7 separate regions of the Mus musculus genome follow, and regions 2, 3, 4, 5, 6 and 7 are each linked to region 1. A link is a contact called in public promoter capture Hi-C data. All regions are on one chromosome and are shown on one strand. Each heading gives the region's core, a stretch centred on a gene start, on an enhancer-like site or on the middle of the called end of the contact. The rest is flanking DNA. Distances are from core to core; before and after follow the strand shown.

Region 1 (4,170 bases), core at 770-3,269:
TACAACTCTTGCAAAGGACCTAGGTTCAGTTCCCAGCATCCACACGGTGGCTCACAGCTACCTGGAACTCTCCTATCACCACCTCGAATCTCGCCATAGGAGAGGCAAGATGACAGATTCACACACTGCATCCAGCTTTTTATGTAAGTCCCAGGGATCGAACTCAGGTCCTCAAGCTTGTGCGGCAAGTGCTTTTACCCACTGAGAACTCCGGTTCTCGGAGATCTGACGCCTCTTCTGAGCTCCATGGGATCCTACGCACACATGGTATACACACACACACACACATTAGCAATTTTAAAAAATAAATGAAAATAATAAAACAAAATTTAAAAGCTTCTCCCAGGGAACAGTGCCAGCAAGAAAGTAAAGACAACTCAGAGCAGTGCTTGTCTCACACATTACAGGCAGGAAATCTGCATGTGGTGGAGCCTGAGAAGAACTCTTTTTGTTTTTCTGCTTTTCAAGACAGGGTTTCTCCATAACCTGGCTGTTGTGGAACTCCCTCTGTAGAGCACACTGGTCTCAAACTCACAGAGATCCACTTGCCTTTGCCTCTAGGGATTAAAGGCATGCATGGCCACCACCACAGAATAACTCTGGCAATTATACAATAAAAGAATTTGGGCACCAGGTGGGGTGGTGCACACCTTTAATCCCAGAGCTCTAGAGGCGGAGGTGGGAAGATCTCTGTGAGTTCGAAGCCAGCCTGGTATACAAAGGGAGTCTAGGACAGCCAGGGCTTGCTATACAGAGAAACCTTCTCTCAAAAAACAAAACAAAAACCAAACAAAAGAAGTGGTGGGGGAGGGGGAGAAAGCAATATGGTTCAGCAGGTAAAGGCGCTTGCCACTAAGCCTGAAGACCTGAGTTCCGTCCCTGCCTAGCCTGTCGAGTCCACTGTCACATACAAGGTAGATGGCTGCTGGGGACCACCTAAAGTTGACCTCTGGCACACACACACACTGCAAACTCTAGAATGGGCAAAGGTCTTGAACAAACAGTGAAGAACATGAAAAGATGCCCAATGTCACTAGTCCTTTAGGAAATGAAATCCAGAGGCACTGACTGCTGCTTCATGCAGCAAGGAAATAAGAAGACAGAGGGCTAGGAGTTCTCAGTGGGTAAAAGCACCTGCCGAACAAGCCTGATAATATGAGTTCGATTCCTGGGACTTACATAAAAAGCTGGATGCAGTGTGTGAATCTGTCGTCTCGTCTCTCCTATGGTGAGATGGAAGGCAGAGACAGGGGGGTAAGCCTGGGGTACACAGTGCAGCAGCAGAAACCAGAAAGACTATGCCTCAGCAAGCTCAAAGAAGGAACAAGACTCCCTTAAATTATCTCCATGGTACCTAAGACCATTAGTAAGAGATCTTCTACAGTCAAAAACCTGGGCTCCCTAGATCTGGGATTCTTATTCTGGCCCCCGTTTCTTCCCAGAGCCTTGAGTGACACCGATACAGAAAAGGAACCCAAAGAATCTTTTTTTTTTTTTTTTTTTTTTTGAACGGAGTCTCATTTAGAAGACATGGCTAGACCGAGCTAGCGGCAATTTTTTTCAGTCCCAGCCTTCAGGATACTGAGACCACAGCTGTGTACCACCACACCCAACTTGTAAGAATGGATACATGGAAGGACTGTTGGGTGCATGAATAAGTGGGTGGGTGGATGAAGGATATAGATGAATGGATGGGTGGGTGCCTGGATGAATAGGTGGGTGGACGGATGGATAATTGGGTAGAGGAGTGGATGGACGTTTAAGTAGACGGAGGAGTGGACGAATGGCTAAGTGGTCGCCTGTATCAACAGGGGTAAATGGGTAGGTGGGTGGTTGAATAGATCTCTGGAAATCCACGTGGAGAGCTGCGCAGAGACGCACAGCCCGGCCCAGGACCGCGTCTCCCCGGGCGGATGCGACAACCCCCCGTCACCCCACCCTACCCAGCACGCACCTGCAGCTCCCACTCTCGCACACCTCTGCCACGCGCCTCCACCACCAGCTCAGCAGGTTCCGCGCCGTCCCGCCCTCAGAAGATCAGCGCTATCCATTGGATCGGGAAGGCGTCCATCTTCCAGCCAGCCAATGGCCGCCGCATGGGAGGGCGCAGCCCTGGCGCAGGATATTGGCGTCATCTCTCTGAGCTGAGAGCGCAGTCAGTTGCCAGGGCAACACCTGGTGGCGTGGGCACGTGCGGCCGAATTCTGGCCGCTGGTGCTGGGCTGAACAGATAGAACACCTCTCAGAGAATTCCAGCAGGTAAAGTTAGAATATCCGAGGGGTGCCGGGCTTGGAGGTGCACGCCTTTCGTCCCAGCCCTAGGGAAGCTAGGAAGAAGGATTAGGAGTTCAAGGCTATCCTCCGCTGTGTAGGGAGTTCAAAGTCGGACCCTGTTGTAGCCTATAATCCCAGCACCAAAGAGATAGAGGGAGGAGGATCAGAAACTCGGGGTCTTCTCGAGATTCATAAAGGCCAGTGAGATGCCTCCGACGGTAAAAGTGTTTATTGTAAAGCTTGGTAACGTTAGTTTGATGTCCAGGATCCATAAATCGGAAGGAAAATCAATTCCCACAAGCTGTCTTCTGACCTCTAAACACACACACACTAAATAAGTAAATATGTACATTTCATAATATATGTATGTGTACACACACACACACAAAGTAGTGAAGAAGTAATGTAAAGGGTCTGGCATAGCTGTCACTGGCCTTGTAACAGGGCCATAGACCTTAGTAGGCCACCAGACCTTAGCACACTGACTCCACATTGGAAGTACCATGAGGCTGTAAAACTTAGCAGCACATAGACAGCACCACCTGCCCAAACTAAAACAAGGGCCTAGTCCATCAGAGTCCATATAGTGCTGGGAAAGTCTCAACACACACTAACCTTGCTTTCCAGCCTCTCTAGTTCCACTTCTGGTTTACTCTTCTTTTTAACTGTGTGTCAACTCGGAACATGGTTTTAGTGCTTAAAAAATCACCTGGAAAAAGGCTCAGTGCTACACTAGGATTCCATCACCCAGTGTAGTTGCTGGACAGCTAATAAAGATTTTCTATTGGCTTAAACCATGTCTAGCAGTCTTCTCTTCAGAGTACCCCACAACAGCCTTTAATTCCAGCATTGGGTCAGAGGCAAGTGGATCTCTACAAGTGTGAGGCCAGCCTGGTCTACATAGTGTGTTCCAGGTTAGCCAAGGCTTAGTGAGACCCTGCTTCAAAATGACAAAATTACAGATGGAGTGGGTGTGATTTATTGCTGATGCTGCTAGCCAACTAAGAGGAGACAGTAAATTCCTTGTGATGCAGAATAGAGAGAGGGGAATTATCAAGCAATGAGAAAAGACAGACTCCCTCACCTGAGTTTTGTTGAAGCCTCTAACAGGCTGAGAATCAAGAACTCTAGCTCAGCTGGCATTTGCTGTGAAAGTGGCCAACACAGAGATAACAGGTAACAATCTTTCTGTATAAGGATACCTTATTTTATTTATTTTTTTTTGAGACAGGGTTTCTCTGTTTAGCCCCAGCTAGCCTGGAACTCACTCTGAAAACCAGGCTGGCCTTGAGCTCACAGAGATCTGCCTGCCTCTGGCCCTGGTGTGCTGGGATTAAAAGCATGTGCCACCACTGCCTGCCCCAACTCTTTCCCTTCCAATTTAAATGTATTTGTGGGTTGATCTCAGGGATTCTTACATGGTAGGTGAGCACTCTACCAAGTTATGTCACCTGCCCAGCCAGGTGCCCCGACTCCAATCATTTCACAGCTCAGTCTCTTCCTACCTACCGACTCTATACATAGCATTTGAGGCCTTCTGGACTTTCTTTTCTGTTCTAGTTGGCTGTCTTTTACATTTATGTGGTATGTATGTGTGTGTGTGTGTATGGTGTGCATGGGGCAAGTGTGTAGTGTGCATGTATGTGTGTGTGTGTGCTCAGGTAAGTGTGTGGTGTGGTCTGTGTGGGGTGTGTGTGTACATGTGTGTGGATGAGTATATAGTGTGTGTAGGCAAGTGTGTGGTGTGAATGTGTGTTTGTGTTTGTGTGTGTGCAGGCAAGTGTGTGGTATGTGTGTAGTGTATGAGTGTGTGTGGTGGGCGTGTGTCATATATTTGTATATGTTCATGTGTTTGTGCATACATGTATGGAGGCCAGAGGTCTTCTTCATGGTGTT
Region 2 (4,170 bases), core at 909-3,408, 1.9 Mb before region 1:
TGGGGATGGGGGGGGGGGGAGTCCCTTCGAAAACAGACCTGGCGTTCGCCCCAGCCCGCACAAGGCGCCGCCCTCCCAGCACCTAATTTTAAAAAGGGGCGGTACCTCTTTAAATTCACCCCCACATACCGCACACCCTCCACACACACCCCCAGCTAAGACAGAGGTGGTGATGGGGGGGGGGGAGGATGAGGGGAGAAGCTAGGCTGTTCGTGGGGTTGCCTAGGCAACCGTCACCCGGACTAAGAGCACCTCATTGGTGAAGTGCCCCCACCCTAGCCTCGTTGCCAAGGCAACCGCATCCGCGGCAGAGACCTGTAGGGTGGGTGACCCCACCCCCGGCCCCCATCGCCCCCGCCCGACCTAGACTCCCGCCTCTTACCCAGAACCGGCCAGGGTGGCTGTTTACAGGATTTGGGAAAAGCCGATTGAGCACTAATAGGTTCGGGACGGCTCAACCCGGGATAATCCCCATTCCGGGCCGGCTGCACCCCATTAGCTGCTGGTCAGTGCGAGAGTAGCGGGGAAGGCAAACCCCCAAGCCGCCAGCTCCCTTCAGCGCCGAGGTCGCCCGCCCCGCTGCGCCCGCACAAAGCCCGTGGGAGCCTCTCAGAAGTAATTAGGGCTCCGAAGAGAGGCCCCTGGCCCCGGGGCGCGGAGCTGCTCTCTCCCAGGCGCCGGCGAGCGGCCCCAGGCGGCTCGGCCCGATGCCCCTAGGCACCCCTAGAGCCCAGCTCTGTGCTCAGCAGCCCCCGAGGCCTAGCTGGCACCACTCCAGCCTCCGACGTCCTGCCTTCCCGGGACACCTGTGCGATCTGGCCGTGTACACTGCACTCTGGCGACCCAGGCGTCCCCCACCCAGCTCCCACTTCCCCCAGACACTGGGCGTTCCTCTTCCCCGAAGATATTTCCCCTCCGTAAGTTCAGCTTTCTGCGCCAGTGCCAGAGGATGCCCCTCCAAAATGAGGGAGGGGGCAACGACATAGCTACCACCCCACTCCAGCTGTGAACAAAAGCCCCTTCCTTCCAGCTGACAGCAGCCCAGGCCTGGCCTCAATGACACAGGCCTGGGGCAGAAGGAAAACAGGCCAGGAAGAAGACACTGGGTCGGGGGCCATGCTCCCAGCCCTTAGATCCCCATTACCCTCCAACGTTCCCTCAGCAGCTCCTCGATTCTAGGGATAAAGCAACCATAGCCCCCCCTCCAAAAAAAAGGGTGCCACCGCCTCCGCAGGTGTGAGAGGAGGAAAGAGAGGGTCCTCAGATCTGGCAGCTGGACGGCGCGGGCTGGCCGTGCTGCGAAGTGCAGTGGGCCAGGCCCTTCAGCTCGTAGGACCTCCATTTTGCCCAAAAGAAAGCTGGACGAAGGGGACAGGCGACTAGGTGCCAGACCTGGGTAAGGATTTGTAAAAAGAATAAGGTGCTGAGATCTCCAGCTTAGGGGTCGGGACTGAGAAAACACTGCCAGAGCCCGAATCAAGGGGCAGTAGGGTGGAGACGAAGACAAGGGTGGCCTTGAGGCCTTAACTGGATCTCCTAGGATTCTGGAGTTCTGCAAGGCTAATGCAAGCAAGGGTGTGAAACGAGTGGGCACGAGGGCTGTTACCCAGGGGCAGGCAGCAGGGTGGTGGTGGGGAAAGGGGGCGGGACAGGACATAGAAGAAACCCAGAATTTAGCCCCCCAACTATTAAGGGATCAAGAGGCAGGCGGGGCTGGGATGAGGGGGGTCTAGATTTTAAAATAATTGCCACTGATATTGCAGGGAGCGCATGCATTATTGAAGCCGAGGGTCCCCCCCCCCCCCCCAGTTCCCCTTCCGGGTTTGGAAACGACCGGGCCAGAGGAAGGGAGGGGAGGTCTGGGAGTTACGTCCGTTTCCCAAGAGCCAAACCCGGGAGACGGAAGGAACCGAGGCTTCCCCCTGCCACACACACACCCGTGGGAATTTGGGGCTGGGGGAGATGAGGACTCCTTTTATCAGCGGAGGTACCTGAGGTGGTGGGACTCTGCCAAGGGGTCGCTTGGAGGAGCGCGGGAGGTCCTGTCTTCCTCCGCGGCGGAGGCGGCAGCGGCGGCGACGCGGATGGATTTCCTCAGTCACCCCAACTCAACCGTCCAGCGCAGCTCTCCCCAGAGCGGAGGGATCCCGCCCGCCAGTGACGCGGCCGTCGCCGCCGCGCCCAGGGCCAGGCTGGACGAGACCAAATACTCAAGTGTGTGGGGGGGAAGGCTAGAAGCGAAAACACCACTCCAGGAGCAAAAGATGCCTCAGCCACAATAAAAGCACAATTCCACGTTTTTCTAACTCATCAAAGATCACACGACGTAGTTTATTTCCAGAAAAGGAGCAAGACATCCTCTCTAGGGACAGCAGAAGTGGTATAGGCATAAGGGAGGGGGGAAAAAAAAAATCCCAGGTCACGTGATCGACCTCCTTCAACCCCCCCCCCCTCCGGATTGGGCGGCTCCAGACTGGAGGCAAGAAGGCCCAATTCTCGGGTTGGCCACGCCCCCTGGTGAGGCCACTCCCTTCCCGGAGGCGGAACTAGGGAAGTCTAAACCAGTGCAGGACAGTGGGGCAGAAAAAGACAGCGAGTGGTTGGTGACCACTAGAATCCCATAAAATGCAAGTTAGAGGGAATTACACCCAGACAGTTCTTCAAGCGCAGCACTGTGAGGGGTTGTAGGCTTCCTAGACTAGGCCTCATACCGCCGCAGCAACAGTCCATATTTATTGATTTGCATACTTAAAGGTTTTTGTTTTATGATAGAGTTTCAGGAGCCCACCACGTAGCCCAGGATGACCCTAAACTGATAATCCTCCTGCTTACATCTACCAAATGCTGGAATTACAGATACACAACCCTGTGCCTGATTTATGCAGGGTAGAACTTAGGGCTTCATACATGCTAGGCAAACACTCCACCAATGGAGCCACATCTCTCACCAATACTTTTGTTTATTAATCCTCATGATGCTGACTATGGACTCAGGCTGCAGAGTTGAGATGCGATCTCAACTTTAATAACCATTGAAGAAAACTACACTGTGGAGCACCCCACCGAGGGAACACAACATAAGAATGTGCCTGGATTTCCATATCTGTTAAATGAGTATATTGAAGGTTACCCTTGAGTCTCCTGGATTGTTGGAGAACTGTCCCGTCCCCCGTCCCCCCATAGATTGTGAAAATGTTTTGGTAAAGTCCGAGTTGTCCTGTGGCCTTTGAGACAGTCCTCGGAGTTTAGGAGATCAAAACACACTATTCAGCCGGGCAAGGTGGCACACACCTTTAATCCCAGCACTCGGGAGGCAGAGGCAGGTGGATTTCTGAGTTTGAGGCCACCCTGGTCTACAAAGTGAGTTCCAGGACAGCCAGGGCTATACAGAGAAACCCTGTCTTGAAAAAAACAAAACAAAACAAAACAAAACAAAACAAAAAAAAAACACTATTCAAAATAGACTGTAGTGAAGTATACTCGTAGAGAGGAAAGAATAGAAAGTTCACATTTGTCTTCACCCACATATTGAACTAGAGGCCAGCCTGAGCCACAGGAGACCTTGTTTCAAAAAGTGTGTTGGGGGACAGGGTTGGAGAGATGGCTTAGTCAGCAAAGTGCTTACCATGCAAACATAAAGACCTGAGTTTGATCCCAGAAAACCAAGTAAAAGAAAAAAAAACCCAGGCACAGTAGCCACACCTATACTATAGCCCCAACACTTGCAGGCCAGGATGGAAAGAGCCCTGAGAGTTTGCTGGTCAGGGAGTTCATGTGAGAGCTCTCAAGTTCTGTGAGAGATCTTGTCTCAGATATTAAAGCAGGAGCAGCTGGCTTGGCAGTTAAGAGCACTTACTGCTTTTCAAGAGGACCAGGGGTCAGTTGCCAGGCCTCACATGGTGTCTCATTACCTTCTGTAACTCCAGTTCAGGGAATCAAATGCTCTCTTCTGATGCACCAGGTATGTCATGCAATGCGCACACGTGCATACATGCAAAATATTTATACACGTAAAATAGCCACAGAGTAAATGAGGATGCCCCCACCCCCCTCTGCCAACTTAAACCTCCAAAGCATCAGATGTGGTGGCCCACACTTGTAAAAGCCAGACCTCCATAACAGCACCCTGTCTCAAAACCACAGAACAGAAAGCAAAACAACACCAGCAAG
Region 3 (4,170 bases), core at 859-3,358, 1.7 Mb before region 1:
TCCAGGGCTTTATATATGAGGTAAGCACTCTACTAAACTATATTCCCAGCCCAACCAAGGGTTCTTTCTTCCTTTTTTCCCCTCCTGTCTGTCTGTCTGTCTGTTACTGTTGAAGCAGGATCTCATGTAGCTGAGGCTGGCCTTGAACTCTTCAGCCTCCTGCTTCTATGCCACCTCCCATGATCTGGGACTATAGGCATGTACATGCACTGCCACAGCCAGCTAGGATTTTTAAAATATACCTAAGAACATACCTAAGAACAGTTCTTTTTTTTTTTTTTTTTTTTTTTTTTGTTTTTCGAGACAGGGTTTCTCTGTGTAGCCCTGGCTGTCCTGGAACTCACTCTGCAGACCAGGCTGGCCTCGAACTCAGAAATCCGCCTGCCTCTGCCTCCCAAGTGCTGGGATTAAAGGCGTGCGCCACCACGCCCGGCTCTAAGAACAGTTCTGTTTGAGGAAAATTAATTAGAACCTATTTCCTTCCAAACCCATGAGTGACACCAGATGCTGCCTTTAGATCCTGCTTTGGCTGAAAGATTCTTGCCCAGAATGCCAGTATGGGTGCCAAGAAAGAAAAATGGCAGTTGGGAGTTCGCTTTTTTTCTTGCCAGTTGCAGAATAGACCCTTTATGTGTGTGCAGATTCTCCTTCATAATGATGAAGGGATAATATGGGACAGGTGGGAGAGGGCTGGAGATGGGAAAGAGCTGGTCTGTAGCCAGCTGGGATTGGTTCTCAGGTATACGCACGGGGTAGTTGTGTGGACATGGGTGTGTGTCCAAGCACTTGGGGAAGCAGAAGTGAGCAACTTCATCTTCCCATCTACCTAAGTGTTTATATGAGGGACAAAGATGAGAAGGTAGCAATGCCTGTTCTGGGCTGAGGAGTGGCTCAGCAGGTAAAAGTTCTTGCTACTCAAGCATGAGGACCTGAGTTCAAATCTTCAGTAGCCACATGAGAAGCCAGGCATAACCATGTGTGCCTATAACCTCAGTGTTGTGGAGAATAGATGTAGAATTATTGGGGCTTGCTGGATGCCTACCAAGCTATGCATTCAATGAGAGACCCTGAGTAGGACACCCAGTGTGGTCCTGTGGCTAACAAACACACACAAGTGTGTGCAACTACTCATTCATGTGCACACACACGCCACACACATGTCTACCCTACCACCAACAGCCTTCTTGGATAGTTTGCTTTCTCCAATTTTCCCTTTTTAAGAGAGGGAAACACCGTATCAGAGATTTGATTTCATATACTGGAGCAGGAGCAGGATAGACAGGATGGCTCAGTGGGTAAAGGGCCTTACCACCAAACCGGATGGTTGGCACTATTCCATCCTTGGACCCACATAGTGGAAGAGAAAACTGACTCCTTCAAGTTGACCTCCAGATCTACACATACATACATTCACAGTAAAAAAAAAAAAAAAAAAAAAAAAAAAAAAAAAAAATTCAAATATTGCAGCAAAATCCGAGAAAAGATATTGGAGGAATAAAACACGTTTGGGTACAGCTGATACTTGTTACAAGTCCATGATGGCGTGTATGGGCGTTCATTCTCCTAGTTCCTCTACTTTAGGGCATGTTTGAAAATTTTCATAGCCGCTCGCTTTTGAAAACAGAGTGGGGAAAGGAGTTTCTCGTGAATTTACGGTGAAAACCAGAGACGCTGTGACAAATCACAGCCAGTGGGTCACATTGACTATGTATTTATGGACAGTCAGGTACCCAGAACATGTCTGGCACGTTCCTTGAGACTCTTTTGGAGAACCTGCAAAAGCCTACAAGTAAGGGAATCCCTGGCCTCCCGCAGGCTCCTCCTCTTTTTCTCCGCCCTCATGCCCCTCCCTCCGAGGAAGAGTTGCCTGGAACCTGGCAGGTGTAGGGTTAAAGCAACCAGTTTGGGACCCGCAGCGGCAGAAGCTGCAGCAGCAACAGCAGCAGCTACAGCAGCAACTGTAGGCTGCGGCTGCGGCTGCGGCTGTGGCAGGCCTGGCTCCGGGCCAGCTGGCAGGGAGCCTTAGGAGGGAGGAGGGAGGAGGGAGGAGGAAGAGGGGAAGGAGGAGGAGAGGAGCAGTGAGCAGGCCCGAGAAGGCAGGACTTCCTGGTGTGGGGGTTGTCAACAGCCCAGAAAGAGAGCCAGAGACCCAGACCGAGACGGAGCGGAGCTGAGGAGCTGAGAGATACATCCAGTGGGGCCACGTGGGAGGAGCCTTGAGAGAGAGCCACTCAAGGGACTGGAGCCAGCGGGGGGCTGAGCCGCCCCCTCCCACAGCAACAGGGAAGACCCGTGGAGTGTTAACCGAGGCTGCGCCTGGGCTCCCCCGTGGAAGCGCTGGTTTCTTCTCGTCTCAACTGCAAACTTTCCACCGAGATGCCTCGCAGAGTGAGATGCGGACGCCAGAGAACACTGGGTAGCCCTTGATTGCTGCCTGCCGTGGCCTGCTCTAGGCCGCCTTAGGATTTAAAAAAAAAAGAGAGAGAGAGAGAGAGAGAGATCTTAGTCCCCCAGGTCTTCTCTCCAGCTCAGCTCGGTGGCCGAGGCCCGAGAGGTAGGTAGTTCTCCCGGGCTGGGCGGGGCGCTTGGCTTGGCGGGCAGTGCCTAACCAGCGATGGGGGAACTGGAATGGGGGTGGGGTGGGCTTGAGGCCCGGCAGAGGCCTCAGGGTGGCCCTTTCAGGGGAGGAGCCGATTCACCCCTGTGCCCCTGGCCATGGAGATACGTGTTGGGGACGAGTTTGGATCTCAAGCATGAAATGTCCAACTTTGGGTCCCAGCTGCTTCTTCCTGTTGTGGGTGTTCTGAATTCTGTCCCCTCTGCTCCGGTCTGTCATTTCTACTTGTCTCTGGGTCTCTAGTGGCTTTCTTCTTCCTCCCTCCAGTCGGCTCCCCCGAGAGGAAGCCCCGGAGGTGGTTTGGCCCCTGCTTTTTCTTTTGCTCACGTACACACACTCTCGCTCACTTTCTGTCTCTTTCTTTTTCCAGTTTGCAAGCTCAGCTTTGGGGTTTCAGCGGCGACAGCAGCAGGAAAAACCTGCCCCTGCCCCCCCCTCCTGCCACCTCCCCTCTGTACTCCAGTCACTAACCAGGCACCCCCAAGTTCCCACAAGGCCCTCCTGCCATGTCGGACCCAGACGTCCCCAGGGGCCCCGATGTCCCTGCCATGTGGCCCCCTTGTTCCAGAGGTGCCTGAGCCCCTCTCCAGGAGCCCAGCCCCTCCCCCACCCGAGCCCAGTCCGGAGCCCCAGGGACCATGAGTGGTGGTAAGAAGAAAAGTAGTTTTCAGATCACCAGCGTCACCACGGACTATGAGGGCCCAGGAAGCCCAGGGGCTTCGGATTCCCCTGTCCCACCGGCTCTCGCTGGGCCCCCGCCCCGCCTCCCCAATGGGGACCCCAACCCTGATCCAGGGGGCAGGGGCACCCCCCGGAATGGCTCTCCGCCACCTGGAGCCCCTGCCTCCCGTTTCCGGGTGGTGAAGCTGCCCCAAGGTTTGGGAGAGCCTTATCGTCGAGGTCGGTGGACGTGTGTGGATGTTTACGAGAGAGATCTGGAGCCTCCAAGCTTCGGTCGGCTTCTGGAGGGCATTCGAGGGGCCTCTGGAGGCACCGGAGGCAGATCATTGGATTCTAGGTTGGAGCTGGCTAGTTTGGGCATAAGCACCCCTATCCCGCAGCCAGGCCTGTCTCAGGGCCCCACCTCTTGGCTCCGCCCGCCCCCTACTTCTCCTGGACCACAGGCCCGCTCCTTCACAGGGGGGCTGGGCCAGCTGGCAGGACCTGGCAAGGCTAAGGTGGAGACACCCCCGCTGTCAGCATCTCCACCCCAGCAGCGCCCCCCAGGGCCTGGGACTGGAGATAGTGCTCAGACCCTGCCCTCTCTGAGGGTAGAAGTGGAGTCTGGGGGTTCAGCAGCCGCAACCCCTCCACTGTCACGGAGAAGAGATGGAGCAGTTCGGCTGAGGATGGAGTTAGTTGCTCCAGCGGAGACAGGAAAGGTAAGAGATGGGTTCATGGGGGCGGGGCGGGACCTACTGTACTCAGGCGGCTGACCTATATCCTGGGCCTCCTCCCCTCAGTTTCCGTCCTGCCGGCCCACCCCTTATCACCTGTCTGTTGGATAGGCATAAAGTCCCCTCTCCCTTTTTGCAATTTGTACTCTGAAATCT
Region 4 (4,170 bases), core at 580-3,079, 1.4 Mb before region 1:
TTCGAGGCCAGCCTGGTCTACAAAGTTCCAGGACAGCCAGGGCTTCACAGAAAAACCTTTGTCTGGAAAACCAAACAAACAAAAACCTTAGCCTAAAAGCTGTATGTGAGCTAAACTTTTACTTAGAGGAGTTTGTTTGCTTATTAAAAAACAAAAAACAAAAAACCCCTTACTTCTTATCTGGGAAAAACAAACACTTGCCAGAAGCTGTCTGAAAGAAATTTTGTCACAGCAGACAAAGGTCATGTTGCAGATACCATTTATGTTTGCTAAGATAAACATCTTTTACCAGCCAAAATGTGTTGTTATTTGCAAATGCTTGTATATTTTATTGCTACCTGCCAAGTGTTTGTGTATTATTATCTACCTAGCTAGCTATTTGTTCCTGTAAACGTGCCTAACTAAATTCCCTTTAATGATTAAGGGGATCAGAGTCCACTCTAAGATTGTCACAAAGACATGGATGACAACCCCACTACCTGACCTACAAAAAGCTGTAAGAAACTGCCAAGGGGACTGAACCCTTCAAAGCACAAGCGTGCTTTGTAGTCCATGCATGAATAAAGGTTTCTCCTACTTCTCCAAGTGAATGGCTGGCTCCTTGTTTCCTTTAACAATACTGCAAATAGGGGAAGGTGGAATTGGAGGATGACTTGCCTAAGGCGGTTTTGGGTGTTTGGTTTTGGACCCCAGAAGAGGGGACTGAGATGAATATTTTACATATCAAAACAGACCTGGTCTTCAGGTTCTCCCAGCATCCCTCAGATCCTACCTGGTATACCCTGCCCCCAGCCTTGAACTTTCCATCCCAGGGCTTGGGCTGCCCTTCCCCAGAGACTCTTCCCTTTATAATCCAAACATTTTGCTCTCCTCCTTCTCCTTCTCTTCTTTCTCTGCATGTAAGCCCTTTCTCTTTCTGCCTCCCCTCCCATTGCAACTCTCCTGCCTCAATCCTTGGGGCCAGTGAACTCTACCAAGAGCAGCTTCCCAATAAACCTGCCTTTATTATAATATAATCTAGCCTGAATGGGCTCGTTTCACTGGCGGAGAAATAACCTATCACTGGGAGAAGGGGGGCTGATATTGGGATGTAAAGTGAATTAATTAATAATCAATTAATAAAAAAGGAACAATACTTCAATTGCTTTTTAATTTTGGAGTATTGTTTTATAAAGTTATCTCCCCCATGCTGTATGGTCTCTTCCTTGTGGACTTGCCTTTGATATAGAGCCTTCTATAAGGTGGAGCCTCATTTCTGTATTGCCCACAAGGCAAAGAGATAAAGGCAGTAATTGTTGAGCGTCTGTAATTCCTCTGAAAGATCCTTTTAAAGTGCTATAATAGCATATTCTACAGAACCAGTGTAAGTAGCTTGTTTACTGAAAGATAGTCTTTTATCCTCGGGCCACATATCTGGAAACACCATGCACTCAACTGGCAAACCTCACCAGGGCTGATCTGTGAAACCAGACACCCCTGGCTTGGCTTTGATCTAACTCCATCTACACCCTTGCTTCAGCTTCTCTGCCACAGGCATACAATTACTATTATTGATAACTGCCCAAGATGGAAAAGATGGGGAAGAAAGTAACAAATATAGAGCTGAAAAATACTACATCAGGAAAAAAAAAAAACCTGAACACCCTAAACAGGATCACTTTATCTCTATCTGTCACCTCTGGAATTGAAGACAGGCAATCAGGGCTGGGGGGGGGGGGGTGTTGGGTAGGGAGACTCGGAACAAGAAATTCAGAAACCGAGATGCAAAGTCCTCCCGTGTTCCTAGAGGAGACCCGGAAGCTCAACTCGATCCCGGAAGATGAGGTGCTGACCTACTTCCGGTCTTTGTGACTCATTGTGCCTGTGGCGAGGTATTGGGAGGGCCTATGTCGGTGTGCAGTGCCCTTCGGTCGGGTTGAACCCAGAGCAAGCTGTGCTTGGTCGCCCGGCGTCCCCAGGCCGCTCCGGAGACTCACGGTGAGTCTCATGGCGGACTCTCGGAGGACGGGCGGGCTGCGAGGGTGGACCGTGTGACCACCCGGGGGGACTTGGAAAGGAGCCCTGCGGGGTCCCGGCGGTGCTCGAATCTCTGGGGTCAGTGGGGAGCTCTTTCATGTCATCATCCTTGTATAACATTTCTGAGGACAAGATCACAAATGGACGTGATCCCCGTGTCTGGATTCTTCTCCCCCTCCCCCCCTCCTGTCGCCATTTGCTGTGGTTGCAGGGGAAAGTGTTTTGTGTGGTTTTCGTTTTATTGCTGTCGTTTACTTCTCCGGGCGTCTTGGGTCCTTGAGAATCTTGAGATAAACGACGCGGAAGACCTTGAGCTCTGTACAGGTTTGAGGTTCCGAAAACATTTCCGGATCACTTGCTTTTCTGTCTTTCCATCTCCCAACGCTGAGCGAAAGCGCTGGCGGCTTGACGGTGGTTAAAAGATCTAGTAGAAATTAACAGCCGGCTGTCAGCTTTATGCAATGCTTCAAGACCTCTTGCTGGTTTAAGCCTGTTTAACTGTGCTATCTGGGAGATTAGTGGAGTGTTAGTTCACCTTGCTTGATTGCAATGAGTGAGACGTGAAGGGTATCTGGGAGAAACCACACTGGGCCAGTAGGAGATTGATCAGCTTAATGACCTTAGATGAGATTAGACATTTGCCAACTGTCAGTTTTATTATCCATAAAATTAACTACCTTTGCTCAAAAAGGTTCTTCAAACTTGAAATGAGTGGAGTTGGTAAATGTAATTGTAATTTAAAAAAAAAAAAAGGCAGCTCATTTAGTTTGAAGTTCCCCCTTCCTTCCCCTCCCTACACACACACAGCACACACACACATTGATTATAGAGAGTGGCTGTTCCATGGCCTGGGACCAAAGAAAGCATTTATTGTACAGGGCAGTGCTAGGCGGATTGAAAGCAGTCAATAAATACTTGTTGGAATTATGAAGAATTCATTGTAACCACATCAAGTGAAGTTACTAGAAAAGCTGGCCAAATGTGGGAAAATACCTTTATTATAAGGAAACTGTAGTGAAGAATTATCCAGATGTTTTTTTTCTTTCAGGTTTGTGTCCTCTTTCAATTACCACACAAGATTCTTACTTGTTATTTTATTCAGGATCATCTTTGTTAACTTACAGAAATGCCTGCGGCTGAATGCTATTTTCTTTTGTTGATCCTCTACTTCATGTCTCCATGAAGGAAACAGGAAAAATTTCAAGTGCATTATACTATATTTAGATACAACCAGGCCAGTGTACTAAGTTTTAAATCTTAGCTTTTCATTCTGTGGTGGTGTTGATATTCTTTAGATAGATTAAAAAAAGGGGGGGGCGGGGAGGGGTCTCTCTAGTTCTGGCTGAAAATCTAGCCACTGCCTCTAGAGTGCTGGGACTACAGGCACACAATACTAGACCACTAGGTATCTTTTAAGACTAAGTTTTTCATATTATAAAGCATTTTATGTCTCTGTTGAAGAGGGGAGTAGAGGATCATTTATTTAAACTTGCAAGACTGTGCAATAGAAGGAAGACTGGATTTTGAGAAAACATCCTTTGAAATAAACCATGCTTGCAGCCTGGAGTCTGGAGTCTTTTCTTGTCAGAAGTCATTTGTTTTTTTTTTCTTTGGTGAGATTTGGTTGCTGGGCAGTGATCTTTTCTAAAGGAGATGGTATGTCAGAATGTGTTTCGTTTGAGAGGGAACCCAAAGGTGGTTTTCTGCCTCTCTTCCTCTGTCCCTACTCCACTGCTAATAAGAATACTGGAAACGATTCAGGGATGAGTGACTTATTTACAGGGGACATAATTCATTTGTTCCAGCTCATGCTGCCCTTGTGTTAGTGGATTTCTTCCACTGCTAATCTTTTAAGCAGGCTGAAAATTGTAATGCACAATTATATCTCTTGAATTTAATTTTTCTTCTTTTTTTTTTTCCTATTTTCTGATCTCAAGTAGCCCTGTTGAGCCTCAAATTCACTATGTAGCGAAGACTGACACTACAGTCTAGATACCTCTGCCACCACCTCTAAGGTACCTGGAATACAGACATGCTCCACCACACCTGGCTTCTTTGTGTTTACTATCTTGCTGTACTGAGGTTGAACCTAGGGCCTTATATATGCTAGGCAAGTACACTGCAACTGAGCTATGCCACCCAACCCTTAAGTTC
Region 5 (4,170 bases), core at 882-3,381, 1.3 Mb before region 1:
TCAGCCAGTACACAGGGTTTCTCTGTGTAGCCCTGGCTGTTCTGGCATTTGGTTTGTAGACCAGGCTGGCCTCAAACTCCAGAGATCTGCCTGCCTCTGCCTCCGGAGTATTAGGACTACAGGTGTGTTCCACCACTGCCTGACTTTTTAATACATTATTAAAATCTGCAAAAAAAAAAAAAAATCATTCCAAGACAGATGAAGGGAACCCAGCTTTCCTTGAGCTCTAGACAGGGGTTGAGTGTTTTAAGAATATTGTTAAATTGCTGTTAGCACTAATGATGACCTTCCCTTCCTTCAGTTTTTCCTCTAATGGAAATCTCTTTAGGTTTATAGTATAAAAACTCCCAAGGTTTATTTTCATGTAACTAACCAAAGACATTGGGAATAGGGCAACTTAACTATCTAATTATCATCTATTGTACCCATCTCTCTCACTGTCCAGGCTGCCCTGAGGAAAAGGACTGTCAGTCTCATAAGTTAGCTAGATGACCCTTAGACTAGCACCAGCAATCTGGGACACACAACAGAAGTCTTGAGACAGCTGTGTAAAGATTGAAGCTGATTTTCCAGTGTATTTGACATAGTTGTTACCAGATATTTTGCTGTCATAGACCCCTATGAAATGTAGATGAACCTGAAAGCATTTCCAGCGTGACAGGAAGGGAGCCCTTTCCCTAGTGGAAGGACTACTGCGAATCAGTGCAAAGCCATGATTGGTCCAAAGCACATACTTCAGTGACTGTGATTAGTAAAAAAAATAAATAAATAAAAATAAAAAGTAGCCCGGGCGGTGGTGGCGCACACCTTTAATCCCAGCACTTGGCAGATTTCTGAGTTCAAGGCCAGCCTGGTCTACAAAGTGAGTTCCAGGACAGCCAGGGCTATACAGAGAAACCCTGTCTCGAAAAACCAAAATAAAAATTTAAAAAAATGGCTGTTATTGGCCCCAAATGAATGATTGTGGACCAAATACTCTTTCTTGGCTATTTAAGCAGGTCGCTTAGCCTTAGTTATTGTCCAAGTAGGAAACGTTTTCTTTTATTTTTATTTTTATTTTTATTTTTTTTATTTTGGAACTCACTCTGTAGACCAGGCTGGCCTCGAACTCAGAAATCCGCCTGCCTCTGCCTCCCAAGTGCTGGGATTAAAGGCGTGTGCCACCATGCTGGGCAAGTAATTGTCTTTTTTTTTTTTTTTTTTTTTTGGTTTTCTTTTTTGTTACAAGTAATTGTCTTAATCACTGTTCTATTGCTGTAAAGAGACACCATGACCAAGGCAACTCTTCCCCTCCCCCCACCTTTTTTTTTTTGTTTGTGCGACAGGGTTTGTTTGTGTAGCTTTGGCTGTGATGGAACTCACTTTGTAGTCCAGGCTGGCCTTGAACTCATGAGGTCTGCCCGCCTCGATTAAAGGCTGTGATTAAAGGCGTGGGCCACAAGCCCTCCCAATAGCAGTTGCTAAGTTGTGTAAAGAGGTTGTCTTGAAACTGAAGAAGCTGAACAATTCAAGAGTAATTACTACTGGGGAGATGGCTCAGGGGATGAAGTGTTAGGACCTGAGTTTAGATCCTCAGTACATCGTTTTAAAAGCTAGGCATGCTGGGTATGGTACACACCTTTAATCTCAGCATTCAGGAAGGAGAGGAAGGCGGATCTCCTAGAAGTCTGCCTAGACGAATAGCAAGTTCCCACCAGCTGGCCAACATTGTAAGACCCTATCTCAACAAACAAGTGATCAAGTCTCTATAGATTATATGCAACATGAAAAATTTTATATCCTGAATAAATTGTCTTCCCCATTCCCTTTTACAGCCTTTCCTCCTTTTGATCGCAATTTTCTCTGTGTTTAGTATTGACAGTGTATCCACTTGAGACCTGGAAACTAATAGCCCTCCTTGGGAGGTAAAGGCAAGAGGATCAAAGTTCAAAGCCATCTTCAGATACACACTACAGAACTCATGGCCAGGCTGGTTTACATGAGAACCGCTAGCAGCAGCACAACACGCAGAGCACCCTGAGCTACTAAGTACTGGCAGCTGCCCCGCCCATTAGCAGCACCAAGTATACACTGAGCATGCACCGCTCCCCGACGGAAGCCGAGAAGGAAAGGGGCGGGCCGTGGCTGGCGGGCGCGGGGAAAATGGCGGCGGCAGCTGCGGCGGGGGCGAATGGGAGCGGAGGCAGCAGCGGCATGGAAGTGGATGCAGCAGGTAACGGGGTGCGCAGACCGACTTCTGGAGTTGCCCTTGAGAAGTGGTCTTGAGTACTTCTTAAACCTGTCCCAGGATAACTTGAGGGCAGCGATGGACGGCCGGGCTCTGCTGGTCCCCTGCTTCCATGTCTAGGGGAAAATGTGTGGGCCCGAGCTCTCAGCCGCTATGTTTTCCTTTCACCTTTAACAGTCCCCAGCGTGATGGCCTCCGGAGTGACTGGGAGTGTTTCCGTCGCTCTTCATCCCCTTGTCATCCTTAACATCTCAGACCATTGGATCCGCATGCGCTCCCAGGAGGGGCGGCCTATGCAGGGTGAGTGTTGTGTGTAAATCTCAAAATCTCTTGGAGATTTCCTCCAGTCACTCCCCTGCGCCCTTTCTTCCAAATTATTGTTTCCCCAGTCGTTGATTCACGCCGACTCGGGAAAGGTTTTCCGAGACGCCTGTTCCTCACCTAGTTTCCTTGCGCTTCTGTTTCTCTCCCCTTAGTGATTGGGGCTCTGATCGGGAAGCAGGAGGGGCGAAATATCGAAGTGATGAACTCCTTTGAGCTGCTGTCCCACACCGTGGAAGAGAAGATTATCATTGACAAAGAATATTATTACACCAAGGAGGAGCAGTGTGAGAGGGGAATAGAAGTGGGTGGGGAAGGAAAAGTGGGAAGATTTTTGTTTTGTTTTGTTTGTCTTAAAGAATAAAAGGCCTGAGGATGTAGGGCAGTGGGGTAAAGTGCATTTCCTAACATTCGGGAAGACCAGAGTTCAATCCTCAGTACCATATAACCCAGGAGATAGAGGCAAGAGGTCAGAAGTTCAAGGTTAGTTAGGTGTAGTTATTTTAAACTGACCCAAAATATGAGGAGGGAGGGGAGAACCGGAAAGAACACACCAGGCCCATCAAACTAAGGAAGAGAGGTTTAAAGGAATATTTACTCTGGCCCCTTCTTCTCCAGTTAAACAGGTTTTCAAGGAGCTGGAGTTTCTGGGTTGGTATACCACAGGGGGGCCACCTGACCCCTCAGACATCCACGTCCATAAGCAGGTATAGAAGCTCAAATATGTGCATGTTGGGGAAATGAACAGAAGGTTAGGGGAAGAGGAGATACTGACTCTTCCTGGGCTTTGCCTTATCTTCTAGGTGTGTGAGATAATTGAGAGTCCGCTCTTTCTGAAGTTGAACCCTATGACCAAGCACACAGATGTGAGTGTTGTTGACCCAATGTCCCCTTTTTCTTGATCATCTGCCACTATGCCTTTGCTCTAATTTACCGACATTATGTGTATTAGAGAAAGCTTGAGTTGAATCTCTACCCTGCTGTTTACACCCATCAGTTGTGTGACTTCATCTCTTCAGTGGTGTTTCCATATGTAATGTGTGTAAAACCTAGAGAAAGCATGAGCCAAGTGTGGTGACAACACTTGTAACCAATCTTAGCACTCAGGAGATTGAGGCAGGATTGTGAGTTCAAAGCCAGCCTGGCATGTGTGTAAGTTCAAGTGCATTTGCTTTTAGTAAGAGCTGTTCTCTTGTCTCCGTCTGTGTTTTTACAGCTTCCTGTCAGCGTTTTTGAGTCTGTCATCGATATAATCAATGGAGAGGTAATATATAACCTGCAACCTTCAAACCTTTTAGCCTGTTTCCTGCATGCCGTGTGCAGGCATAGGACAACCCTGGGTGTCCATCCTAGCTTTCTACCTTGGGACAGACTCACTTGTTTGCCAGGCAGGTTGGCCTGTGAGCTTCTGGGAATTGTGTCTCCACTTCCCATCTTGCTGTAGGGGTTCCAGGATTACAGTCACATGCTGTCACATCTCACTTAATGTGGGTTCCGAGGCTCTAAATTGAGATCCTCAGTTGTGCAGCAAGTACTCTACCTGCTGAGCCATCTGCCTAGGCCTAGGTCTGTTTCCTGACTCTCCCTATCTGAGAACTCTTTACTCTGCAGGCCACAATGCT
Region 6 (4,170 bases), core at 1,243-3,742, 1.3 Mb before region 1:
CAGGCTGGCCTCAAAGTCAGTGATCTGGCTGCCTCTGTCTCTTGGATGATAGGATTAAAGGCGTGTACCACCACTGCCTGGCTCAGGCTTTTTTTTTTTTTTTTTTTTTTAAATAGGGCCTCTGTAGCCTAGGCTAGTCTCTTACTCCATATGTGGCTGAGAATGGCCCTGAACTCCGGGTACTTTCCAAGTGCTGGGACTATAGGCGTGCATCACCACATCCGGCACAAGTCATTCTTATATGGACGCTTAAATCAAATCCACCAGGCTGGAAGATGTGGTTCAGTAGTAAGGTACTTAGCATGCACATGGGCCTGGGTTTGATTCCCAGCAGAACTTTAAAACTTACCAGGCAGCCCAACCCGACCCTTTTTGGCCCAGATGATTATCACCTATTCATCTGCTGAACTCAGTCGCTGGACAAGGTGTTCCTATTTCCATCTTGGCTTTTTTTGTGCGTTTGTTTCTTAAAACCAAAGTGGTCTGTCAAAATATAAACTAGGTAACTATTTCTTTCCTATAACGACTCCCCTTGCCTCCTGTCCAGGTGTAGGGGTTAACACTTCTAATTTCAGTGGACTGCCTTGGGTTTCATGTCAGGCTTCAGAGTGTACATGCTGTACACCCATATTCCCAGTACCCTGGAGGCTAAAGTGGGGACAGCAAGTTTGAGGCCATCCCGACTCTGCAATAAGTTCCTGTCTAAGATGGTTTCTTTCTTTTCTCTCATATCTCTGATCACCTGCCCCGCCCCCTCCCACTTTACCCTGACATCATTCTCCTTGCTGTCCTTTAAATCTGACAGACATGTACTTGGCTTTATAGCTTTTGTTGTGTTCTTCCTAAACGTGTTTGGCTGACTACCTGACCCCACCCACCTCTCTTTAGGGGCAGGTCTCCTATAGCCCCACTGGCTTCAAATTCACTAGGTAGACAACACTGGTCCTTTGGCCTCTACCTCCCAAGTACTGGGATTGCAAGCACATACCACCATGCCTGGCTTTACCTGTTTGCTATGTTTTCTTCTTCTTCTTAATAATAGTGATATAATATGTATATATATAAAATCACTCTAGATTAAATCTAAGACCTTCCACATGTTAAACAACCCTTCTACAATTGGGTCTCAGGCTCGTCTGGAATTCATCCCGTGGTCTTGATTTGGAGAGCCTCCTGCCTTTTACAGCTGTTTACCACCAAGCCTGGCTATTATTTCTTCTTGTTTATTATCCTTACCCCACCAGTAAACAAGAATATGTCTGTTATGTTCACTGACCTATCTGGTGCCTAGGGCATTGTTAAATATATGAATAAGTCTTTTTTTTTCTTTTTTTCTTTCCTTTTTTTGGTTTTTCGAGACAGGGTTTCTCTGTATAGCTCTGGCTGTCCTGGAACTAACTTTGTAGACCAGGCTGGTCTAGAACTCAGAAATCCGCCCGCCTCTGCCTCCCAAGTGCTGGGATTAAAGGCGTGAGCCACCACTGCCCAGCATGAATAAGGTGTAAGTGTTCACTAAATACTTGGTATAACAATTACCAAAATGAAAAAGACACAGACTCAAGCTTGGAGTTTACTCTGTGGTTAAAAGGAAAGGAGCTTGCCTGACACTGGACATGAAACCAACCTCAAGAGTGTTCAGAACTGAGTGCTAGGGACTGGTTCTTTTCATTCCAAGTCTTCTCAGACTTTTGTTAAATCTTGTCTACAGGAAATACAATTATTCAGCACATACTCTGTACCTGGTCGGGTCCCAGTCCTCTGTGGTGGTACCCTTGCCACTAAGGTTTCATAAAACACTCTAGCAGCCTCGGGAGTTTCTCAGATCAGTGGAAGCGACAGGAAGACTTCTTAGAGAAGGGATAACTTGAGCTATATCTTTACATCATTTTTCTCAGCTAGGGAAGTGATTCGAAGATTACCCGGGCAGCGCTACAGGAGGTTCACAAGCCACTACATCGCCCCACCATCCTTCCAGTGCAGTCACGCACAGGGTCCCCACGAGCACGGACACACAACCAACCGTCTTCTTCCCAGTCCTCACATGGGCCCTTTCAAAGGGTCTCCTCACGGATACACCTCAGACTTTCCCCCGCCAGCCAAGCACCGGGAGCAGTAAAAGCCTCTCACCGCTGCCAAAGCGCCGCTCACCCGGCGCTCGGCGCCATCTTGGCCCCGCCCCCTGACAGGAGTAGGTCCTGGCAGAAGCCAAAAAGTTATCACTGTTCTTCCCTATGTCAAAATAGACCATATCGTTTCACAGTCTGAAATTATATAAAAATTTCATTCTACGTGCATGTGTAAAGATCATATTACTCTATTCTAATTACTTCAATTTGTATCTTCATTACCCAGCTGTCAGGACCTTCAGAAGGCGCCACAAAACTGAGCCATCACGCTCCACCCACTTTCGGGCTGGCTCTGAGCATGCGCTGACCGTTCTATGATTTTTTTTTTTTTTTTTTTAAAGCTTGCTGCGGGCTTCGCCTAAATTTAAAGGGCCCGCTGCCTTCCAGAAGTTGGTCTGAAGGCAAAGGGTGGTTGTATGTGTGGACTGCGTTTTATCATGGGACCTGTGCGGCTGGAGATACTGCTTTTCATCCTGGCAGCGTACGGTGCTTGGGCTGAGGCGACAAAAGAGGAGGAAGATGACACAGAACGTTTGCCCAGCAAATGCGAAGGTACAGAAACGGAGTAGTTGCTATTTACATCTCCCTATCTACCTCCTGCCTCTCTAACTCTAGGCTGAATCAAATGGGCTAGGATAGATGGATCACTAGACTGTCTTGAAAGAGGTTCTGTTGGAGCTTGGTAACACTTGAATGGGAACAAGGGAGGGAAAGCAGGGTTAAGGTGGCACTACATTTCCCAGGTGGCATCCAGAAGGATCTAGGTTTTTCTTGCGGGCTTGGGCCCCAATGTATTGTGGGAATTGTAGTTCAAGAACCTGTAACGCTGGCTCTATGGAGCATCTTCCTCAGTCGTTTCTCTCCTTGTTAAAAATCTGGACAATCTGCATGGGTGGGGTGTAATACTCATTCCTTATAGGCATACTGAGTCCCGCCCTGGCAGAGACGCTCTTAAATTACAGGCCTGATGGCCCCCTTTAGGGGTTTTAAAGGTGAGTAAGTCCCCAGCTGAAGTTCATAAAGAGAAGATGAAGACACCACACCACTTAGAAGTTGCCCATCGGTGTGAGGCTTTGCAGATGGGGTGCACTGTAGGGATTTTACAACAAGCAGCATGGCCTCTGGCTACATTAGTAAATGCCCTCCCCCCAACCACCCCTCCCATCCCCAACAGGGAGGAAGCCAGGTCACTGAATAAATATCCTGTGGCTCCCTAACTCTAACTTTTTCTTTGGATTCATTATTGCTTCACTTTACACCCAACAACATGTTTTTATCATTGACACCCATGACTTGATTCTAATCTCTCACTTATTTTTGCATCTGTGTCCCCACTCTTCTGAGTCGGGGTGGGGGTGGAGACAGGGTTTCTCTTTATAGCTCTGGCTGTCCTGGAACTTGCCTGTAGACCAGACTGGTCTCTAACTCCGAAATCCACTTGCCTCTGCTGGGATTAAAGGCAGAAGTTAACTATATGAACCCCCTGTCTCTAGTTCTGACCTCAGAATGCTGGGATAGCGTGTGCCACATCACCTAACATTGCAGAGGTTCTTAGGATCTGAACTCAGGTCCTCAAGCTTAAAAGTGCTTTACTTACAGAACTGTTTTCCCAGACCCTAAGCCAACTTTGGAGTGAGGGGAGAGCTGTAAAAACACTTTTTTTTTTTTTTGAGACAGGTTTTCTCTGTGTAGCCCTGGCTGTCCTGGAACTCTGGAACTCACTCTGTAGACCAGGCTGGCCTCAAACTCAGAAATCCACCTGCCTCTGCCTCCCGAGTGCTGGGATTAAAGGTGTGCGCCACCACTGACTGGCGTATGTACACTCTTAGCTTTCATACTTTATTCCTCAAAGTGACTGCTTCAGACACACCCAGCGTCTCACAGTCAGTAAGTGGCCCCTGTCTTTTTCTTGGCTGTTTTCCTCCTCTCCGTTTTGTATTTGATAAACTCCTCCCCATTCTACTGGACCCAGTTTAAATGTCTCCTTTGGACTCCCCCCTTGCTTGTCATCCGCAGTGTTGTAAGTCCTGGGGGAAAAGGGACT
Region 7 (4,170 bases), core at 1,165-3,664, 1.2 Mb after region 1:
TGGCGGGGGACAAAGGTGACTCTCTAGGGCTCACTGACCAGCCAGCCTAACATGTCACATGACATTCCTCTGCCCTCCATTCACGAACACACACAGGAAGAGGAGTGCCTGACCGGGGGTGGGGGGTGAGGGTAGGGGTGTCCATACTCACATACCCACAGGGGTGTGGTGGGTTCTCAGGCCAACAGTGTGCCTTTAGTAAGAGTTCTCAAGTCAAGAGAAGCAAGCCATCCCCCCTTAACCCCCGCTGTTTCAGCACCCCCGGGGGTACTCTGCTACTATTCAAAGAATGATGAGACTCTGCCCATCTTCTGGCAGAAGTTTTGCATACACACCTTTTAATGTCATGCTTTCTATTTAAAGATATGTAAACTCTATTTGTGTGTGTGTGTGTGTGTGTGTGTGTGTGTGTGTGTACATGTGTGCATGTATGCAGGTGCCAGGTGCCAGAAGAGGTTGCGGGATACCCTGGAGGTGGACTTCTAAGCAATTGTGAACTGCTCGGAATGGAGCTCTATCTGGCTGCCTATTTGTGTATGTGCGTCTGTGTGTGCATGCTTGTGGAGGGAGGTCTGAAACAGACCCTGTGACTGCTTTCACGCCTTTCCACTGTGACCTAGGCTCTCTTGCTAAACCCAGTTGTAGCTAGTCTAGCTAGCCAGCTTGCCCAGGGAGTTCCCCTGTCTTCAACTCCTGAGCATTTGGAATTACAGGCAGCAGCCATACCCATGGGTCTTGGATGTGGGTTCGGGAGTGCAGGCAAGCATTTTATCCACTGAGCCCAGTCTCCCCAGTCCTTGGTTACATTTTGGAACACCAACCTCCTGGAGGTGCAAGCCTGTAATCCTAGGATCTGGCAAGCTGAGGCAGGAGGAGGCTGAATTTGAGGCCAACCTGGGCTACATACAAAGAGCGTTTAAAAAAAAATACCGAAAATGCTAGCAACAAAATTAATGGTAAGAGTTATACAACTGTAGAAATATGATCTCTTTTTTAAAAATGTATGGGAGGAGATGCATATGAGAAACACAATTTATATTAATTGGATTTCTGTGGATGGCTAGGTTATGGTAACTTGCCATATGTATTGAAAGAGTCATGAACTATCTTTGTAATCTCAACACAAGAAATTTCATTAATTTATTCATTTACTTTACATCCGGTTCGAAGTCTTCCCCCACCAAGTCCCACCCTTAGTGGGGATGGTTTTAACTTCTTAAAGGTCTGGAGATGCAGTTCTGCGAGCGAGCCCGGTGAGGGGTGCGGGTGGGGGGCGCTCAGTGGTAGTCAGAAATTAAGTGCTTGCCTAGAATCCCCCAGTGACCCAGCTGGGGAGGTTTATCTGTAGCGCTCTAGTCTGGCATGAGGGTTTCAGTCCCCAGTAGCACCCAAAAAACAGAGATGAGGGAGCAGTTACTGGGGGCAGCTACTGAAGGCAGTGTTGAGAGAGCGACCTCCAAAACTAGGCAAATCTTGGAAAGCTTCGAGTGCAGGAACAAGTAGGGAATCCCAGCTGCTCTCTGCTGACCTAAGGCTTAGTCGTTCAGTCTGTTGTGGAGGCTCTCACAGGCGTCCCCTGGACCCTTGAAAGTCATATTTCACCATGGCCAGGTCCCTGCCTACCTCCCTCAGTGCCCTTCTAAATCTCAACTCCAAAAGCTTGCTTTCCGGTGTGCTACTTTCCCCGGCCTTGCGGCCTTTACATTTAATGCTCCTACTGGCTCTAAACCTGTACCAAGCTGCTCCCTACATCAGCCTATTGCCCTGTCCTATAGCCACCGCCCCTCTCCCACCGCCCCCCGGAATGTACAAAGTTCACTTGATACCGACACGCAGAGAGTGAGAGAGGCACACCTCTTCCAGAGATGACTCCCGGACCCGTGCAAAACTAGCCTTGGGGGAGGCTGGGGACAGGACTTCCCCCTTGCCCTGGATCGCTCCGGGGAGTCGCGAGACCACAGCCTACAGCAACACTTACGAGAGGAGCTTATCGTCGGCCGGCTGCAGCCTCAGACCCGCAGCGCGTGCGGGAGGGGCGCAGTCCCGGGGGCTTCCTGGAAGTAGTGGCCTCCGCGAGCGCAGGCGGGAGCTAGAGGCTGCTGGGGCGCGGGCACGGTGGCGGCCGACGCCCGGAGATGGCTCTTGTGCGGTAATAATCGGCCTGCCGGAGCTGGCTGCCACCGTGCGCCCTTCCTCCCTCCGCCCCAAGGCTCCTTACCGTCTCCGAGGCTATATCTGTGGTGCCCAGGCTCATAGCGGCAGCGCTGCGCGGCCTCCGGGTCCTGCGAGCTCTGCCCTCGGCTTGGGAGGCCTGCCAGCCGCCCTGGTACCATGGCAACCGTGCCGCGGCCACAGAGCCCCGGATGTGGTCCTTCCTCCGGAGCCCGACGAATCTTGTGCACGCGCAAAGTGTGCGCGAGCAAGGGGCCTACCAAGCACTCTCCCGGGGTTGCACGGCGCAATCCGTTCTTGTGGTCTTGTGGGCTTTTTTTTTTTTTTTTTGGTTGTTGTTTTGTTTTGTTTTGTTTCGTGGGATGCGTGAATTAATTGGCTTCCCGCAGGCAATACTAACTTTCTACCTGGAAGCCATGCTCTCAGATCCAACTTCAGGAGCCCGGGTTGGATTTCGGCAAACACTGGCTGCAACTATGTAGTCCAGTGGGCAGAGGTTCCGAGGGTCGCCATGTTGAGTTGAAAAGAGAGCATAAAGCACCATCCTTAACGATACGCAAGATTTGAGATTGGGGACATCAGCCTATTTACATGTTTGTTTTTTTTCTGTAAAGAAACTGAGATGTTGGGGGCCAAGGTGACTGACTCCCTAGTTGTTAGACCTGGGGTCTGGCGCCATGAGGATAAGACTGCCCATGGGCCAGCACCAACTGCTTTAAACCCTCAGCTGACGGTTTGCTATCACAAGCCTCTCTGAACTCTCCAGGATTCCGTGGCTTTCCAACCCAGGCCAGATAGGGAGCACTTCCCTGGTGGCCCAGCAGGCCAGTGATAGATGAAAACAGTATGTCATTTGCCTCTGTGTGTGTGTGTGTGTGTGTACACGCGCGCGCACGCGCGCGCGTGATCCTGTCTGCCTCATCAATGCTGGGGTTACAAATGTGTATCGCTATGCCCTCCTTTTATTTTGTCCCCTTCCGCCCCCATCCCATCTCCTTTATGGATTCTGGCGACTCCTGTTCTTAGGCTTGCAAAGGGACTATTCCCCAGCACACATTCATTTTTTTGAGTAAACAGCTCTCTGCAACTGGGTGGCTTTGCAACATTAAGCTTAATACAAGGATTCTCCTGGGAGGTTTTTTTTTTCTTGCTTGTCTAAGGACCCATGATTTGCCAAAGAATAACAGCCCAGACTCAGTATGTAAACGCAGAGTAGTTTTTTGGTTTTGTTTTTTTTAAGATTTTATTTATTAGCCTGGCAGTGGTGGAACATGCCTTTAATCCTAACACTTGGGAGGCAGAGGCAGAGGCAGAGGCAGGCAGATTTCTGAGTTTGAGGCTAGCCTGGTCTATAGAGTTCCAGGACAGTCAGAGCTACACAGTGAAACCCTGTTTATTTATTTAATGTGTATGACTACACAGTAGCTGTCTTCAGATACACCAGAATCCGTTACAGATGGCTGTGAGCCACCATGTGGTTGCTGGGAATTGAACTCAGGACTTCTAGGAAGAGCAGTCAGTGCTCTCAACAGCTGAGCCATCTCTCCAGCCTGCAGTGATATTTTCTGCAGAAGCCCAACATGCTGGGGTCTCCCATTACCAAGATAGAGACAACCAAGCTCACAGGTCTGATTTCCAGGGCAGATGAGCATTATCTTACTCTATCTCTAGGCATTCGGGAACCATGCCCTAAAAGAGATTGTGTGTGTGTGTGTGTGTGTGTATGTGTGTGTGTGAGACCTCGGGGCTGGGAACCAAACTCTGTTCCTCTGGAAGAGTAAAAGGTATTCTTTACCACTGACCCATCTCTCTAGTTCCCGATGGCCTACTTTTAATCTTTATTAGAAGAGCAGGCTGAAGTTGTGAAGAGTTGGTAACAATGGATGGCAGACAGAAGGCAAGCGGGGATAGAGGACTGGGGCTGTGAAGAGCTACAGAAATACAGGCTTTGGTGACTGGAGGGTCCTGACACTCTAGACCCCGGAGTTTAGCGCTACC

Evidence for each region. Promoter capture Hi-C pulls out the DNA fragments that hold promoters and counts their contacts.
Region 2: a promoter capture Hi-C map of liver shows a contact between it and region 1, with 3 times the contacts expected there. The contact joins the promoter of Gnb2 here to the promoter of 3110082I17Rik in region 1. A contact is called at or near these places in 1 of 39 promoter capture datasets (liver) and 1 of 484 Hi-C or Micro-C datasets (CD4 T cells).
Region 3: a contact with region 1 is called in a promoter capture Hi-C map of liver, with 2.3 times the contacts expected there. The contact joins the promoter of Tsc22d4 here to the promoter of 3110082I17Rik in region 1. A contact is called at or near these places in 6 of 39 promoter capture datasets (the 3T3-L1 cell line, 3T3-L1-derived adipocytes, the HPC-7 cell line and 3 more).
Region 4: a contact with region 1 is called in a promoter capture Hi-C map of pre-B cells, with 4 times the contacts expected there. The contact joins the promoter of Zkscan1 here to the promoter of 3110082I17Rik in region 1. A contact is called at or near these places in 2 of 39 promoter capture datasets (frontonasal cranial neural crest and pre-B cells) and 1 of 115 datasets of contacts at active chromatin or transcription factors (microglia).
Region 5: a contact with region 1 is called in a promoter capture Hi-C map of pre-B cells, with 2.6 times the contacts expected there. The contact joins the promoter of Cops6 here to the promoter of 3110082I17Rik in region 1. A contact is called at or near these places in 12 of 39 promoter capture datasets (the 3T3-L1 cell line, 3T3-L1-derived adipocytes, the C10 cell line and 7 more).
Region 6: a contact with region 1 is called in a promoter capture Hi-C map of liver, with 2.9 times the contacts expected there. The contact joins the promoter of Cnpy4 here to the promoter of 3110082I17Rik in region 1. A contact is called at or near these places in 10 of 39 promoter capture datasets (the 3T3-L1 cell line, 3T3-L1-derived adipocytes, cranial neural crest and 6 more), 1 of 484 Hi-C or Micro-C datasets (B cells) and 1 of 115 datasets of contacts at active chromatin or transcription factors (large pre-B cells).
Region 7: a contact with region 1 is called in a promoter capture Hi-C map of liver, with 2.8 times the contacts expected there. The contact joins the promoter of Iqce here to the promoter of 3110082I17Rik in region 1. A contact is called at or near these places in 11 of 39 promoter capture datasets (the 3T3-L1 cell line, 3T3-L1-derived adipocytes, the HPC-7 cell line and 6 more) and 1 of 9 other capture datasets (pancreatic islet).

Annotation. Positions count from the first base shown.
Region 1 is chr5:139,458,515-139,462,684 of GRCm38.p6, forward strand. It overlaps 3110082I17Rik (RIKEN cDNA 3110082I17 gene), which reads right to left and starts at 2,020. Exons shown (of 5, transcript NM_028469.3): 1 at 1,955-2,020.
Region 2 is chr5:137,531,148-137,535,317 of GRCm38.p6, forward strand. Gnb2 (guanine nucleotide binding protein (G protein), beta 2) reads right to left here and starts at 2,159. Exons shown (of 10, transcript NM_010312.5): 1 at 1,992-2,159.
Region 3 is chr5:137,743,861-137,748,030 of GRCm38.p6, forward strand. It overlaps Tsc22d4 (TSC22 domain family, member 4), which reads left to right and starts at 2,109. Exons shown (of 5, transcript NM_023910.6): 1 at 2,109-2,554; 2 at 2,988-3,999. The coding sequence starts at 3,256.
Region 4 is chr5:138,083,255-138,087,424 of GRCm38.p6, forward strand. Zkscan1 (zinc finger with KRAB and SCAN domains 1) reads left to right here and starts at 1,830. Exons shown (of 6, transcript NM_133906.4): 1 at 1,830-1,977.
Region 5 is chr5:138,158,971-138,163,140 of GRCm38.p6, forward strand. It overlaps Cops6 (COP9 signalosome subunit 6), which reads left to right and starts at 2,132. Exons shown (of 10, transcript NM_012002.3): 1 at 2,132-2,212; 2 at 2,405-2,527; 3 at 2,704-2,835; 4 at 3,167-3,255; 5 at 3,352-3,414; 6 at 3,765-3,812; 7 at 4,160-4,170. The coding sequence starts at 2,143.
Region 6 is chr5:138,185,043-138,189,212 of GRCm38.p6, forward strand. It overlaps Cnpy4 (canopy FGF signaling regulator 4), which reads left to right and starts at 2,493. Exons shown (of 6, transcript NM_178612.4): 1 at 2,493-2,678. The coding sequence starts at 2,543. It overlaps Taf6 (TATA-box binding protein associated factor 6), which reads right to left and starts at 2,184. Exons shown (of 15, transcript NM_009315.4): 1 at 2,128-2,184.
Region 7 is chr5:140,699,964-140,704,133 of GRCm38.p6, forward strand. Iqce (IQ motif containing E) reads right to left here and starts at 2,415. Exons shown (of 23, transcript NM_028833.3): 1 at 2,219-2,415. The coding sequence starts at 2,254.